Linked DNA regions of Triticum aestivum: region 2 is linked to region 1. The links are chromatin contacts, called in public HiCAR-type maps. All regions are on one chromosome and are shown on one strand. The core of a region is the stretch at or near the end of the contact, and the rest is flanking DNA. Distances in the headings are between cores, read along the strand shown.

Region 1 (7,668 bases), core at 1,722-4,221:
CTCAAATCAGTCACCAGTGCACGAGTTCTAATTTGAACTTACGATTAGCTCACTTGTTGCAAAACAAATTTGTACTGCCGCATTGTTAAATTGTTGAAACATGAGTAGTAACTCCCACTGTAGTAATTCTATTTTAGAAATTGTTAGGACAAAATGGGAGCTGTTCTTATTACTGCAAGGCAAATGTTTTCAGTTACTCATCCACAGTTCTGAATTTGGATTTTTTTTACAAGGAAAAAAAACTATTTTCTTTGTTTTATGTGGAAATTTTAAAAAATGGAGGAAGTCAGGTATGTTTCTGCACAGGAAAAATATATTACCTTCAACGAGATGCCTTTGGAGAGGGTCCAAGTAGCCACTTTCAGCCATGTACTTGATATTCTTTGGGCATTTCTCCAGGTTCTGGAGGACCTCTCCGGCCTTCTCTGAAGTAATCGGATCATCGGAGTTGTTGAATTTCATCGTGATCAGAATTAATATGCTTCCAGCAGTTGACCCGATGTTTTCTAACAGTAACTCTGATTTTGAAAGCTCTAGCAAGAAACAGATAGCTGCATGTCTTTCATCCGAACTACTACTAGAAAGCAGCTTTATTGTCCTTGAGACAGCCCTGGTTTTTGCTATGATTTCCTGCACGTCAAGAGGCAACATTTGAGTTGTTAATCTAAGATGCAGGACCAACACAAATTGAAACTGGACTCTACCAATAATTTAATTTCAGCATTTCATTAAGTTTCACATGGTGATTTCGAAAAATAATTTTGACATGGCCAAGCTGGGATTTCACAAAAGCTGAACATTTCAGACTTCCTTACCTTTCCTGGCTCATCTTCGACCAGCAGGCAGAGGAGCTCCAGTGAGTCACAGCGTATCAGTGCATCCTTGTGCTCTAACAGACGTGCAAGGAACTTGGTTATGCCAATCTTGTGCATCTGCTCCCTGTTCTTTCTCCTCGTCCTGGCAAGCAGCTTCAGCTCATGTATGGCTTCAAGTATCATAGCCTCCGTCCTTGCCAGTGAGAGAGCAGTACGTGCGATTCTGATCCGTGTTGCTTCATTCCTCATAATCCATTCCGCGATTGTGCTCTTGAGTGGAACATTAGTCCTCAGAGTCTTGCTCTGCATCGCTATTTTCGTAACCGGGCAGATCACAGGTTCAGAATCATCCGTTAAACTGTCAAAGTACTCCTCAATGGTTCTCCTGTCATATGTTACTCCGCTTTCGGTAGTCACGGGATCGACCATGACCTTATTTGTGAGTGGGCAGAAGAAAGAATCATACAGCGGCTCAACATACTCTGCGACTTCAGGGAGTGAACTGAACGACTGCCCACCGAACTCGTGAGACTCATGGTACATTCCCTGCAGGAAGTCTACCAACCTTGGCATGTCGCCGTCGTGCAGTGCTCTTCTCTTGGGCCTATCATTTGCCACAACTATCGTCATGTCGCCCTCAGAATAGCCATCACAGGAACGCTGATCATTAGGATGCTGCCCGTTTGCAGTGACCTGAAGGTGCATGCCGGCTGCTGCATCCGCACACCTGTTGCTACCAAATGCTGAAGCGGGTATCCGGCCGAGCTCATGACCGATGTTCTTTATCACATTTTCAAGGTCCTCGGTTATGCTCTGGAGGTCTTCATCCATGAGCTGCTGCGCGACGGCGCTGCACCTAGCGACGAGGTCCTTGGCGAGGTCGACATTGGCAGCTAGATATTCGGCTATGTGCATCACGTTGGTCGGGGAATTCTGCACCCTCTGCACCTCCAATGTCGCCGGGGGCACGCGCTGAAGACGGCTGCCTGCATCCATGAACTTCTCTTGGCCGACATCGGCGGAGGCCATTGTCGACATGACCTCGGAGATTGCCGCTATGGACTCGGCGAGTGCCGCCTTCCGGGCTTGTCCCTCACTTCTCTGAAAAACAAGTACACGTCAGGCACCCAAGCAAATGCATCCAACTCCAAAGACAGAGGGGCTGTTCTCATGGAAAATGACGGTTGAGAGTTCACACCAGCAAACTATAAATAATTAACCGACAGATTTTATATTAGATTAAAACAATCTGAAGTTGACGGGGGAATTGATTCTACAACAATCGGAGGATACGATACGGGGCTGCCACTTTCCCCCAATCCCCGATTGTTGACAAAATGGTTTCAAGAAAGTGGCATCTCCCGTAAGTACTATGAACGAATAAGAATTGGAATTCGCTTTACTGAAAATAAACAGCCAAATTAAAGACTTGTACTATGAAGTGCTTGGAAACGGGGAACACGCTGGTTTTCGGGCACTCCTTGAAAGAAGATAGAAAATACGCTGAAGGGGAAGAAGAAGAAAATAACAGTTGAAAATAACATTTGAGCACATGGAACGGCCTCGGCTTCATTTCCCCACTCCCGATGCCAAATCCACACAAGACCGCCTAAAACCCTATGATTCCTTTCCCTCCCACAAGGCTTAGTAATCCCCACACAAGACGAACACAAACAAGAACAACACAGGAAGGAACTGTGATTTTTTCTTGAAAACCTACGCTAGTGCCTGACAGTTGACACCACCCTGAACTGAATCAAACGGCTCGTCGCCAGAAGAAGAGAAGGCGACTCAGCAACACACATACCTGCATCCAAGCCCCCTGACCCGAAGAACCGGGGCCGCCGCTTCCTCGGCCGCCCTCCTGCCCGCCACCCGCCGTGCTGACCCGGGGAGAAGGTGGCTACCGGTGCCGCGAGAGCATTCTATCTCTCTCCTCCTCCGCTTCCTGCCCACCGCCACCGCCCCCGCGCCGTCCAGCCCTCGAACGAACGAACGAACGAACAGCGCCGCACCGCCCGGCTGAGCGCGGCAGAAGAATCGAGAGGAACAAAAATAAATTGGAGGGAGGTCGGAATGAAATGATGGGAGATGGCGCCGCACGGGGACCCAGTCAAGTGAGGTCGTCTAAAGCAACCTCCCTGGCCTGGCTGGCTCCCTGGATTGGAGATCGGTAAAGCGGCCCAGTTTTTTAACGGGTTTTCCGGTAGTGCCCCTGCCGCGCTTGTTTATTGTTCATATTTGTAGATAGTGCGCCGTGGGAAGCGTACAAAGGCGTTTGACTTTGCTGGCGGTGGAGGTGGTGCCCGGCGACCGCATGCTTGCAACGGACACCACCACATATGCCACCTTCGTTTTCTGTCCACGCAGGCCTGGCATGGCATGTCGACTGCGCTGCGTTCGTTCTTTGTCCACGGCGACTTCAGGCCTGGCAATGTTAATTGCACTGAGGTTTCGGTCAGGCAAGGCAAGATGGCCTGCAAATCGATCGATAACCCCAGCACGGCGGTCAATTTTGGTGATGAACGGGGCAAGTTCTCGGAAACTTTGCATGTTTTTCTTTTCCACGTAAGTTCACAGAATTACCCCTATTTCAAATGATGGTGGTGAAGGAAAGTGCAGGCGAGAGACAGCATTATGGCAGCATTTTTGAGCTGTGGACCGCCCTGATTCATGAGTTCTTGGATCATACGCTTCCTTCTTTCTGCTCTCCTCTCCGCTCCATTTGCCTCATCATGAAGGCATGGCATGGCTGCCGCATTGATGATCCCCGAATCGGTTGAATGGTGGCGGCGAAGCTCATTAAGTGAGCGCTCTAATCTAAGAAAGAACCATCTTCTGTGAAAGGAGAAAAGCATTCGAGTTCCGATCGTCGATCTAGATATTGTTACGGTTAGGCGTTGGAGGGCGCTAGCAAGTACAGTACAGTAGTACATTCCTCGCAAAAAAAAAAAAAGGGGTACAGTAGTGTACATTGTGTTGCGAGTGGAAGAAGTAAGTTATTAGGGTTAAGAAGTTGCTGAGATTTATTTAGTTGCTCCTAGATCGTGCTGGAATCATGGGATGCGTCATCGATTCACTACAGTCACTAATCTAATCATGCATGGTTATGCCCCGCAGCAAAATAACTAATCATGGCTACCAGAGTAGTACCAGCGGTACTGCTCAGGGGTGGAGGTGCGTACGATCGAGTGGTACAGTCAGTAACAAATTACAACATCTTTCAGAAAAATAACACAGTTAATGGTACTAACAACTAACCTAGCTAGTACATTGCGTACAGATAAGGACCGACGGAACTGGGCTAAATTGAATAATAATGTTCGTTGAGCTTTTCAACCTATGTAACCTAGCTCTTGAAATGTTCGATTTCATCGCAGATTCCTGAGTTAATTAACTACCGTCTCCATCGACTAATTCTACATCGTCGAGATGCGCCTATCCTAGACACAAGAGCATGAATAAAATAGCGGTATGACGGCTGGTGCAAGACAAGAGCACAGAATTTACCCGGCAAGAATGGATTAGCAAGCTACAAGCAAGGTCAGGTTACCAGTGGGCACAAAAACCTCAACTTGTCTTTACCAGTGGGTTACAAGAACGATCAAGCGCGTGGAACCATTCTAAATGGAACCGCGGCGTGATGGCTACTAGTGTGCTATTCTATGATGATGATCCAGTCGACGGCGATAGCTAGCTACGGACGACTGGGACACTTGCAGCCCGATCGGGCAGGGGCAAAACCGTCCGCCAGCGTGTGGGTCGCGTCGACATGGGCGCCACCCCGGGCGGGCCGATCGCAATCCGCTTGCGTGCGTAGATATCGTCCACTGTCCAGTACAGTAGTATTTTCTTAATTTCTTGTCCGACGCGTATGAACGAGACGGACACTGTGCTGCAGGTGTGGACGGACGAAATCGCGGCAAGGACGGCGTTCGCCTGCCAGGTGAGGGCTGAGGACCGAAGAATGTCGATCTTGACCCGTTTCAGATGATCACAGCCGTAGTACCAGTATAAATATAAATGATCACAGTAGCATTTCAGTCTCGGCGGAATGGCGGTGATGCATTCACTGCGATCAGCTACAGCGGGAGGAAGAGCGGCCGCGGCAGCGGCGGACGGGACAAGAAGCTTTCCGTGTCGTGACAGTTGGTTTAGGTGCGTGCCCTATGGGCACGGGCAGCCTGTGGCCGGGCTCGATGAGATCGCCAACCACCGCGCGCGCGTCGGCGTGAGCGTGGGCGTGGCCCTTTTTTCCGGGCTCGGACATGCCACCGGACGGACCGCCCGGGACGTCGGTGGTGACGCGTATCTTGGCTTGGCTTCCACACCAAAGTTTTGCGCTCGATCACGCTACACTACAATGTACTCCCTCTGTAAACTAATATAAGAGTGTTTAGATCACTACTTTAGTATTCTAAACGCTCTTATATTAGTTTACGGAGGGAGTACTGTATGATGATGTTAGTGTAGTGTAGCGTGGTGGGGAAGGGAAGGGTCGCGCGTGAGCACGTACGGTAGGGCTGGGTACATCGTGATCCACTGTGCAACGCAACTGTGCTCTGGAGCAAAGCGAGCGAGGGCGCACGCGGCGAACGAGAGTTGCTTTTCTTGTCTTCGGCCGCAGCGCCCATGACAACACGTACCTTACCGTGAAACTATTCACCTGACCACCTGTGGGAGAGCTTCACACGGGTTTGGGTCTCTCGGGTAAAGCGAGCCTGCCGGCAAAGACAGGTGGCTACCATTTCACCCAGCTTTATACATAAAACAACAACCGAAAAAGTACACGGCCACACGATACAAACTTATGAGGTAGTCCTGTTACAAAGCCAATACAAAGCGTGATTACACTACCAACAACGAACACCTACAGACCTAAACACCCCCCCCCCCCCCCCCAACGACCTAACATATCTAAACTCCACGACAACGCCCTTAAGAGGGAGAACGGTGCAGTGCAGAATCTACAACGGACACAGGCCTTCATCCGGAACCCTGAAACGAAGAGAGGAACCACAACGACGTCTTCAAGAAGATTGCTACACCCTCAGGTGTTGTCGTCGTTGGTGCCAAGGCAAAGAGCTTTCGCTTGGCAACTCACCCGTGCCACTACGAGGCCGCCAAAAAGAGCGCGACAATGTCAGAACGCCAGATCCAGATCAGGACACCGCCCCTCCAAGGGAGGGGGCACGTCCGAGCTACCCGTCGCAACACCTCCCGTTGCACACACACAACCGGGGAGAGGAGCCACCACCACTGAAATGATGCCCGTCGAAGAGCAACCATGCGGACTGCCATCCAGTCGTGAGATACCATGTGCCGCTCACGTCACAATGCACTCAAACACAGTAGGAAGAGCGACGACAGTCTATCTACTCCTAGCCCGACATCAGTCCCTGGGTCGGGGTAGGCGCCTCCACCATAGGACGCACCCACACATGCGTCCCCAGCCAGTGCCCAGTGCATTGGGGGGGGGGGGGAGGGGAGGAGGACACGACTCCGAGACTGCCGTCGGCGAGCCAACCGCGAGCCCATGCCCAATCAAGCTCACACGATGCAAAGTTCATGGTCACGGGCACCAATCCGCGCATCAACACAACGCTAACACGACCACCACCATCGAGCATCGTACCCGCGAGGAGAGCACAAGCACCACCCCCTAGCACCTCCCAAGCCCAGCCCAACCTCTCCTACCCAAAGGACAAGCAACAACCTGGCCGACCCGAGCATGAACCCTAGATCTCGGCCTACCACTGACACACATCCAGGAGAAGGATGTCGCCACCGCTATCCCTCGCCACCTACAGACTTGTGGCAGTCACGACATTGTGGCATCTCCTGATGCGCACCACAGCTCTGCCCCAACCTAGCACCCAACGGCAGAGCAGGGGTGATCCCTCCATCGCCGGCCACCACGCCCGAGGGACCGAGCCGTGGGTGAAGGAAATATGCCCTAGAGGCAATAATAAAGTTATTATTTATTTCCTTATTTCATGATAAATGTTTATTATTCATGCTAGAATTGTATTAATCGGAAACATAATACATGTGTGAATACATAGACAAACATAGTGTCACTAGTATGCCTCTACTTGACTAGCTCGTAAATCAAAGATGGTTAAGTTTCCTAACCATGGACATGAGTTGTCATTTGATTAACGGGATCACATCATTAGGAGAATGATGTGATTGACTTGACCCATTCCGTTAGCTTAGCACTTGATCGTTTAGTATGTTGCTATTGCTTTCTTCATGACTTATACATGTTCCTATGACTATGAGATTATGCAACTCCCGTTTACCGGAGGAACACTTTGTGTGCTACCAAACATCACAACGTAACTGGGTGATTATAAAGGTGCTCTACAGGTGTCTCCGAAGGTACTTGTTGGGTTGGCGTATTTCGAGATTAGGATTTGTCACTCTGATTGTCGGAGAGGTATCTCTGAGCCCACTCGGTAATGCACATCACTATAAGTCTTGCAAACATTGTAACTAATGAGTTAGTTGCAGGATGATGTATTACGAAATGAGTAAAGAGACTTGCCGGTAACGAGATTGAACTAGGTATTGAGATACCGACGATCGAATCTCGGGCAATTAACATACCGATGACAAAGTGAACAACGTATGTTGTTATGCGGTTTGACCGATAAAGATCTTCGTAGAATATGTGGGAGCCAATATGAGCATCCAGGTTCCTCTATTGGTTATTGACCGGAGATGTGTCTCGGTCATGTCTACATAGTTCTCGAACCCGTAGGGTCCGCACGCTTAAAGTTCGATGACAGTTATATTATGAGTTTATGTGTTTTGATGTACCGAAGGTTGTTCGGAGTCCTGGATGTGA
Region 2 (7,668 bases), core at 2,068-4,567, 200 kb after region 1:
TAGGAAAATTTTTGTTTTCTGCAACGTTCCCCAACAAGGTGGACCGGTCACAAAAAATTAATCCAGCAGGACGCCTCGAACCGGCCTCAAACGCCTGGACTGTCCGGGACCCCTAGTATCTAGCCCAAATGTAGGGCGAATATGGGGCGGCACGGGCACGCCCGGGGCGCGTCAGCCTGACAGGCCCGACCCAACACCGACCCCATCGTTGTCCCACAAAAAACCTCAACCAGCTCCCCGCTTAGAATCTTAGCTCATTTACTCTCCTCTCTCGCTCCGTCCTCTCCTTCTCTCTGGTTTCGATTCAATGCAGTAATCATGTCGAGCTCGGGCAGCCGCTCAGATTTCTACCTGGATGTCGACGACGAGCTGGCCCTCCGTATTGCCTTGGAGCGGTCCAAGGTGGACACCGGGGCAGCGCCGCGGCTCCCTGGCGGGGCTGGCCCTTCCCGGTCCGTGCGCAACTTCATGAGGGCTGCACAAATCCGCACCTCACCCACGCCGTCCCCTCCCCCCACCGGATGTTGCTCCCCCACGTGGGTAGAAGCGGGTTCCTGTGCCCGCCTCGCCGGCCCGGACGCTCACGCCAGAATCGGAGACGCCCGTCGCACGCTGCGAGAGGCAGCGGAAAAGGAAGAGGGATGCGAGAGAGCAGTCTGTGCGCCGTCGCGGGTTGCCGACGGAGCACGACGAGGACAAGTGGCTCCTCGCTTGGGTTTACTGCCGGTGGCTGATGGTGGCAGAGACAGACGCTCGGCGGCTCTGCCGGAAGAAAGCCAAGGCGCTTCGAATTGCCTTTGCGCAGTCCGAGCGCCAGGCGTCGGAGGCGGCTCGGCCGGCGAAGCTCAAACGACAGCAGGACTGGGCCGTCCGGCGGCTCAAAGGGCTCATAATTCTCTCCTCCTCCTCCTCTGACGACGACCACGGTGCCTTGTCTGATGACTCGGATGATCCTCCACCAGATGTCGACGCCTACAGCTACGTGGGCGACCTGAACGAGAAAGGGCCGGCGAGGAAGTGGCGAAGATCCACCTTCTCCATTTTAATTTCAAGTTTTTAGATGCAGTTTTAACTTGTGCATTATGTGAACTTTGGTGATCTTTTGAAAATGCGACCGTGATCTTTTGATGAACAGACTATGCATTTACATGTCTGTTTCTTTATCCGTTGGTGATCTATGTTGTTTTTATGGATGTTGCATGGTTTAGCATGGATATAGGGGGTTCGATATGAGATACGTGAACATGAAAGACGTAATTTGAGAAGTGATCGCTCAGTGCCCGCGGACGCGCCGGGCGTTTGAAGTCCGGATTTGCCATATGCAACTGTAGATGCTCTAACACACGGGTATTATTATTATTGTTCTTAGCTAATGGAGTTGAAGGTAGGTGGAGTATCATGATTCCCTCGGCCGAGAGTATCGTGAGTAGACACCCACATGGACATGGCCCAACCAGTTTGTTCCGGCACATGGACCATGGAAGCGACGACTCGAGGAAACATACAAATGTGTGGGGTATTCTACGAGTACTCGAAGATGTGTAGACAACACAAGGAGTGACGAGGAATCAACAACAAAGGACAAACGCTGGCACTATTTTCCATCGAATAAGTTAGCTTAGTTTTTTTTGAGAAATAAATAAGTCAGCTTAGTTGGGGCCATGTGTGATGGAGAGTAGATCACTTCATCCTGGGGTAGTCTGAGGGCATGTACAATGCATAGCCTCAAGGTGATGCCTCGCATGCCATGTAGGATCGGGTATGACGTAAAGGAGGTTCGGATAGGGAAGCGGGATCCTCTTCAGGAGACGGGTGCTTGAAGAGAAAAAGTGTGGTCCGTGACAAAATTTGAAAAAGTTGAAGTAAAAAATAGAGATGCATGTGTACTAGAGTTTTTATTTTCTATTTCTTAATGAGGCCCACTAATGATAGATTGCATTGGGGAGAAAAAATAAATGCAGATGTCTCAAAATACTTTTTATCATGAGGCATATGTATCCATATGCTACCATTGTACATGCCCTGAGGCTTGGTCGTAATTTGCAGAAGAAAGTTGTTTTACTACGTCATTCATGGATTCCCCCTTTTTCCTTTTCATAATATGCTTACAACCAACAAAAACATGAAATGTGCGAACCGAGGGCAGCCGCTCAGATGGTTAATTTGTCGTTACCATTGCCGGAGCTATCGCCCGATGAGAGGAGAAGATGATATGAAAGAGACGGAAGCACAAACTGTCAAAATTGAAGTAAATCGAGTGAACGAAAATTTGCTACCCAAAGGACAGAGGTTGTTTGAACTAGCCCTGTGCGTTCGGTTTATTCGGTTTACATGATTCGGTTTATACGGTTTTTCGGTATGTACGGTATTAATACTTCGGTAAATACGGTATGAAATTAAAATACGGTTCGGTTTCGGTATATATCAAATTATTTCGGTATGGTTTCGGTATATACCATAAAAACCAAAGTTGACGCGAATTTGAAAATGACGTAATAATAATTTGTAAATTTATGACTCAAAACACATTCTATTTTACACAAATAGTATATAACTATATATATAAGTATATATGCATGCATTGATTCATCTGTTGATGGTTATGGACGTGCTTAGCATTTTAAAAAGAGAAAAATGACAATGTTACAAGAAAAATGTAGGTGCTTAGTAGTGAATTTGACTCATGTACAAGAAAAATGACAACTTGTACGGTTGTTCATCTCAAGAAATATAAATTTATCTTTTACTTCGGTTTATTCGGTTAACCATTCGGTTTTTCGGTATATACCATAAAAATCAAAGTTCAAATCGGTATGAAAAGTTCATACCATACCGAAACCAGAAACCATAAAAACAAAAAAATCGGTTCGGTTCGGTTTATTTTCGGTATGGTTTTTCGGTTCGGTTTTAAAATGCACAGAGTGAGTTTGAACTCCTCGAAACCGTCACGACTCTGCCTACATTAGATATTTACCTAAACCTGTGGATACTTGATAAACCTCAAATTAATCCCAAGACGCTGGTCTCTAATAGAAAAGAAAATTTGAACGCGTTTCTTTCTTTCTTTGCACGAAGCGATTCATCACAAGCTGTAAAAACAGGTGATTCTTCCTATTTTTACAGTAAAATATAAGGAAACTATTTATGAAAAATCCTACAGTAACAAACTCAAATTCAGTCTCAAGTCTCAACCGTAGACCGAGAAGGCATTTTTCTCCGGTTTCTGATGCAGCCTGTCAATTGTGCTCTGCTCTGCTTGCCCGCGCCCCACCTGACCTGACAACCTCTGCTGTCGTTATCTAAGGTCTCAACACACAAGGAGGAGAGTGGGCTCAAGAAGCTTTCTCCACAGCATCGCTCTGGCCATTTCCTCCGTTATTAATCTGTTCCGCTTCTGTCGCTTCGACGCCACGGAAGGGAATCCCCGCCGCCAATCCGGTAGCTGAGGAATCCTGGGTCCTCCCCAGCGAAATTCGTGGCGGACCTGATCTCAGCTCGAAGATCTGTAGTAGCGCTCTCTGTATCTCCCGCCGCCGCGCGTTGAAATCCATGGTTGTTCTTCGAGCTCCGGCTCTTGAAGCATTCTGATTTGGAAATCGCTTCTTTCTTGAGTCATAGGAATCAGCTGTTCCGCAAAGATTGTGCTTTTTCTTTCTGTTGGATTCTTCCATTAGAGCGGCGGCCTCTCCGGAGATGACGACCGGGGCCGTCACGGAGAGCTTCCCGGAGAGCAGCGAGCCGCTGCTCCCGACGAAGCGGCGATGGGAGGGGGAGGACGGCGGCGACGACGAGGCCGCCTTCCACGAGTTCAACGGCGCCTCCTTTGCCGGCGCTGTGTTCAACCTGTCCACCACCATCGTCGGCGCCGGCATCATGGCGCTGCCGGCGACCATGAAGGTGCTCGGCCTCCTCCCCGGCCTGGTCATGATCGTGCTCGCCGCCTTCCTCACCGACGCCTCCGTCGAGCTGCTCATGCGGTTCAGCGGCGTCGTCGGCGCGCCGTCCTACGGCGCCGTCATGGGGGACGCCTTCGGGTGGTGGGGAAGGAGGCTGCTCCAGGTCTGCGTCGTGGTCAACAACGTCGGGGTCATGATCGTGTACATGATTATTATAGGTAAAAACATCTCAGCCATGCTGTCTCGGTGTTATTTATTCAGTATGGTGTTCATTTGCTTATGTACAGGCTGAATCTTCTCGTGGTTTTGGAATCTTATTTGTGCTTAGTACTACTCCATTGGGTAGCTAATACACCACTATCAGGCAGAAACCATCAGTATAGCTTCTTAGCAGTACCATTTTGGGCAGTAACTAGTACAGTACCACTTTAAGAACAGCTAGTATTACACCACTATTGGTTGCTGCATGTAGAGTAGCTTATGAGTTCTGATGTGGTAACTTTCTTTTTGAGGGAAACAACAGGACTCTGCTGCGTATTTTTATTGTTTTTTCAAAAAATAAGGCACAAACGAAATGGTTCAGGAAAAAAAAGAACTATACATAGAGTAAATACAACAACAACAAATTAAAAGGAAAAGATCCTCCCTGAAGCAAAAGCTATACAAAGAGCCGATCCAACTACCAAAATTGGCATAGTTCTTCCTGGTAGCTCTGAAAGAGAGCCATCCAAGCTCTGTTTTGAACTTCTTTCTGCAAGCATATAAGCTGGGTGGGATGCCTTTGAAAAATCCAGGATACTAGAATGATTATTTCCAACGAAAATGGTATTCCCAGGGCCAGTTTCAGGGAGTTTATGTCAGCCTGAATCCCTTGTTGCAGAGGCATCCAGTTGGGGCAAATATATGACCAACATGTTCTTGCAAAAGGACAATGAAAGAATAAGTTGTCTCTTGTATCCATCGCAATGTAGAAATCCTTTCTATGAAGAAGAGCTCGAGTGTTTAGCCTGTTGTCCACCAGGAGCCGAAAGAAAATTTTGTGCTTCAACTGACAGCAGGTATGCCAGAGCCACTTAATGACAGGCAGAACCAAGTGTTCCCCCATTAGGAGCTTATAGGTTTTAGAGACCTGAAAGTTGAGAGCCACAGAGGGGTATTGCCAAATGTCATCATCTGTTGAAAGTTGCACCTCAGCAGCCAGGAGAACCAAATCCACTAACACTCGAGCTCTTCTGATTGAGGGAGGTGGAAATGCTCTGATAAATCCTCTAACTCCAGAGTTGATGAAGAGAAATGTTGGTGTACTAACTGAAATGCAGTGTTAGAGTGATTGACGAATAAATTCTCTTTTCTGTCAACTCTGTTTGTTTCTCCGGTGATGCTTGGTCAGTACACCTGCATTCTTGTTGCTGCATAATGTTTAACTCCCCCTTCATTATATACACCTCCCAACAAAAATGCAAAGTGGAAGCACTAAATATATATTTGTTACTTTTTGCATTTTTGGTTAAATGCCACCTTTTGTAAAGGTCGCGGTTCTTGGTGCTTGAATTGTGGGGATTGGTTCTAATATACAACCAACTACTCTTTATCTCTAGGTGATGTGCTTTCTGGAACGTCCTCTGGTGGTGAGCACCACTATGGTGTATTAGAAGGATGGTTTGGCACACACTGGTGGAATGGGCGATTCTTTGTTCTCCTGGTTACTACTCTCGGTGTATTTACTCCACTAGCGTGTTTCAAGCGTGTCGGTAAGTGATGTGCTTGAGAAAGCTGGCTATTACTGTTCTTTTCTTCTGTCGAAAAGAGAAGCCTTTGGCTAGTTCCGCATTCTGCTACTATGTTTTGTTCATGAGTACTCCCTCCGTCCGGGTTTATAAGGCCTCTCAGCATCACAAGCATGTCCCTTTTTATAAGGCCTCGTTTTGGAAAGGTGCATGCGTGCAATCATTTCATTTGTTGCATTGAAAGTCATTGTTATTGGTGCCATGGCTGGGAAATTAATACACTTCATGCATGTTTTTTTATTGGCTGCATGCATGTGAGAGAGTGCATTGGGAGTGAAATGGAAGAATTATTGTGCGCAAATTACTATATGTCTTGGTCTAAGAGAAATTGTCTTTAGGCCTAATAAACCCGGACGGAGGAAGTATCTGATAACACATTTCTTTTGTTTATCTCTCGCAGATTCACTGAGCTATACATCTGCCATATCTGTTGCTTTGGCAGTTGTATTCGTTGTTATCACTGCCGGAATTGCTATTGTGAAATTGATACGAGGACAAATTCCGATGCCCAAATTGTTCCCTGCAGTTCCTGATTTGGCATCTGTCTGGGAACTTTTCACAGCAGTGCCAGTTCTTGTCACTGCTTATGTTTGCCATTATAACGGTACGAGATAATCCTTATCCTTATTGAGAAAAAAATCATGAAGAAAGTTTTCAGAAAGATGGGCGATAAGATTTGTAAAGTTGCATGCCCTGGAAATCTTCATTGACCGTATGCATCTCGTTGTTAATGGTATAAAAATACAAATGCACGACCGAGCTAGAATGATTATATTGGTTTAAAACATAAAATTGAAACATATTTTTGAAATTTGTAGCTAATTTCCAGAAAGGTATCTTGCTTGTTATCTAAGGGCATCCTATTGATATTTTGCAGTTCACCCAATCCATAATGAACTGAAGGAGTCTTCCCAGATCAAGCCAATAGTGCACACATCACTGGCTCTATGCTCAACTGTTTATATCACAACAAGTTTCTTTGGATATCTTCTGTTTGGTGAATCTACACTCGCTGATGTGCTCGCTAACTTTGATTCAAACCTCGGCATTCCATATAGTTCAGTTCTTAGTGATGCTGTCAGAGTCAGCTATGCTATCCACCTTATGCTCGTGTTCCCCATGATATTCCACGCACTGCGGCTTAATTTGGATGGGCTTCTCTTTTCCTCTGCAATGCCCTTATCTTCTGATAACAGAAGGTTTGGTGTAATGACAGCGGTGCTCCTCCTTGTGATTTTCATATCCGCAAACTTCATTCCTAGCATCTGGGATGCCTTCCAGTTTACCGGGGCTACTGCTGCTGTTTGTATTGCCTTCATTTTCCCAGCTGCAATCACTTTAAGGTAAGTTGATACTTTCCAAGTTTTTCATCATACGTCCTCCTATCTTCGTAAAATAAATAATAGATTATGCGTCTTCATTTCTGCCTCTACTATGTCACACTACCAGTGCCTAACCAAATTAAGATAAGGCAGAAAGAAACCTGCTGTAACACTGTCCATGGTGACTTTGAAATGCGCTTGTGGATTATGGCTGTATTATGTGACCATTTTATCAATGGGCAGTAGACCTAATACAATTAAGGGCAGGTTTAGTTCTTTAACACAGTCCTTTGTTTTGTGATCTAATTCATGTGGCTTTCCATATCTCAGGGATCCGCACAGCATAGCGAAAAAGTGGGACAAGATTCTGGCCATCTTCATGATTGTTCTTGCAGTCACTTCGAACGTAGTAGCAGTGTACAGTGATGCATATTCGATATTCCATAAGAAAAGTGCCTCCTCCAATGCCTGAGCTGCATAACCAATAGAGGAGTCAAGGGCGAAGAGTGAATTGATATGAATGGTGGTTTGTACATTACTTAGTCAATAAGAACATCATTTAAGAGGGTACTTGTGGATCGGCTTTGCGAATTATTTGGTGTTGAGTCGGATGCTTGTATCTATGGGATGGATGCGCAAAATTTGGCCAAGGTTCTTTTGTGC

The links. HiCAR-type assays count read pairs that join an accessible place to other places.
Region 2: a HiCAR-type map of leaf shows a contact between it and region 1, with 9 times the contacts expected there. The contact joins the promoter of LOC123157144 here to the promoter of LOC123162745 in region 1. A contact is called at or near these places in 1 of 5 Hi-C or Micro-C datasets (leaf) and 1 of 1 datasets of contacts at active chromatin or transcription factors (leaf).

The regions. Positions count from the first base shown.
Region 1 is chr7B:141,169,806-141,177,473 of IWGSC CS RefSeq v2.1, forward strand. LOC123162745 (putative U-box domain-containing protein 42) reads right to left here and starts at 2,972. Exons shown (of 4, transcript XM_044580509.1): 1 at 2,623-2,972; 2 at 816-1,916; 3 at 321-630. The coding sequence starts at 2,628.
Region 2 is chr7B:141,371,098-141,378,765 of IWGSC CS RefSeq v2.1, forward strand. It overlaps LOC123157144 (amino acid transporter AVT6A), which reads left to right and starts at 3,318. Exons shown (of 5, transcript XM_044575387.1): 1 at 3,318-4,114; 2 at 5,495-5,647; 3 at 6,084-6,287; 4 at 6,561-7,026; 5 at 7,336-7,668. The coding sequence starts at 3,694. The coding sequence ends at 7,477.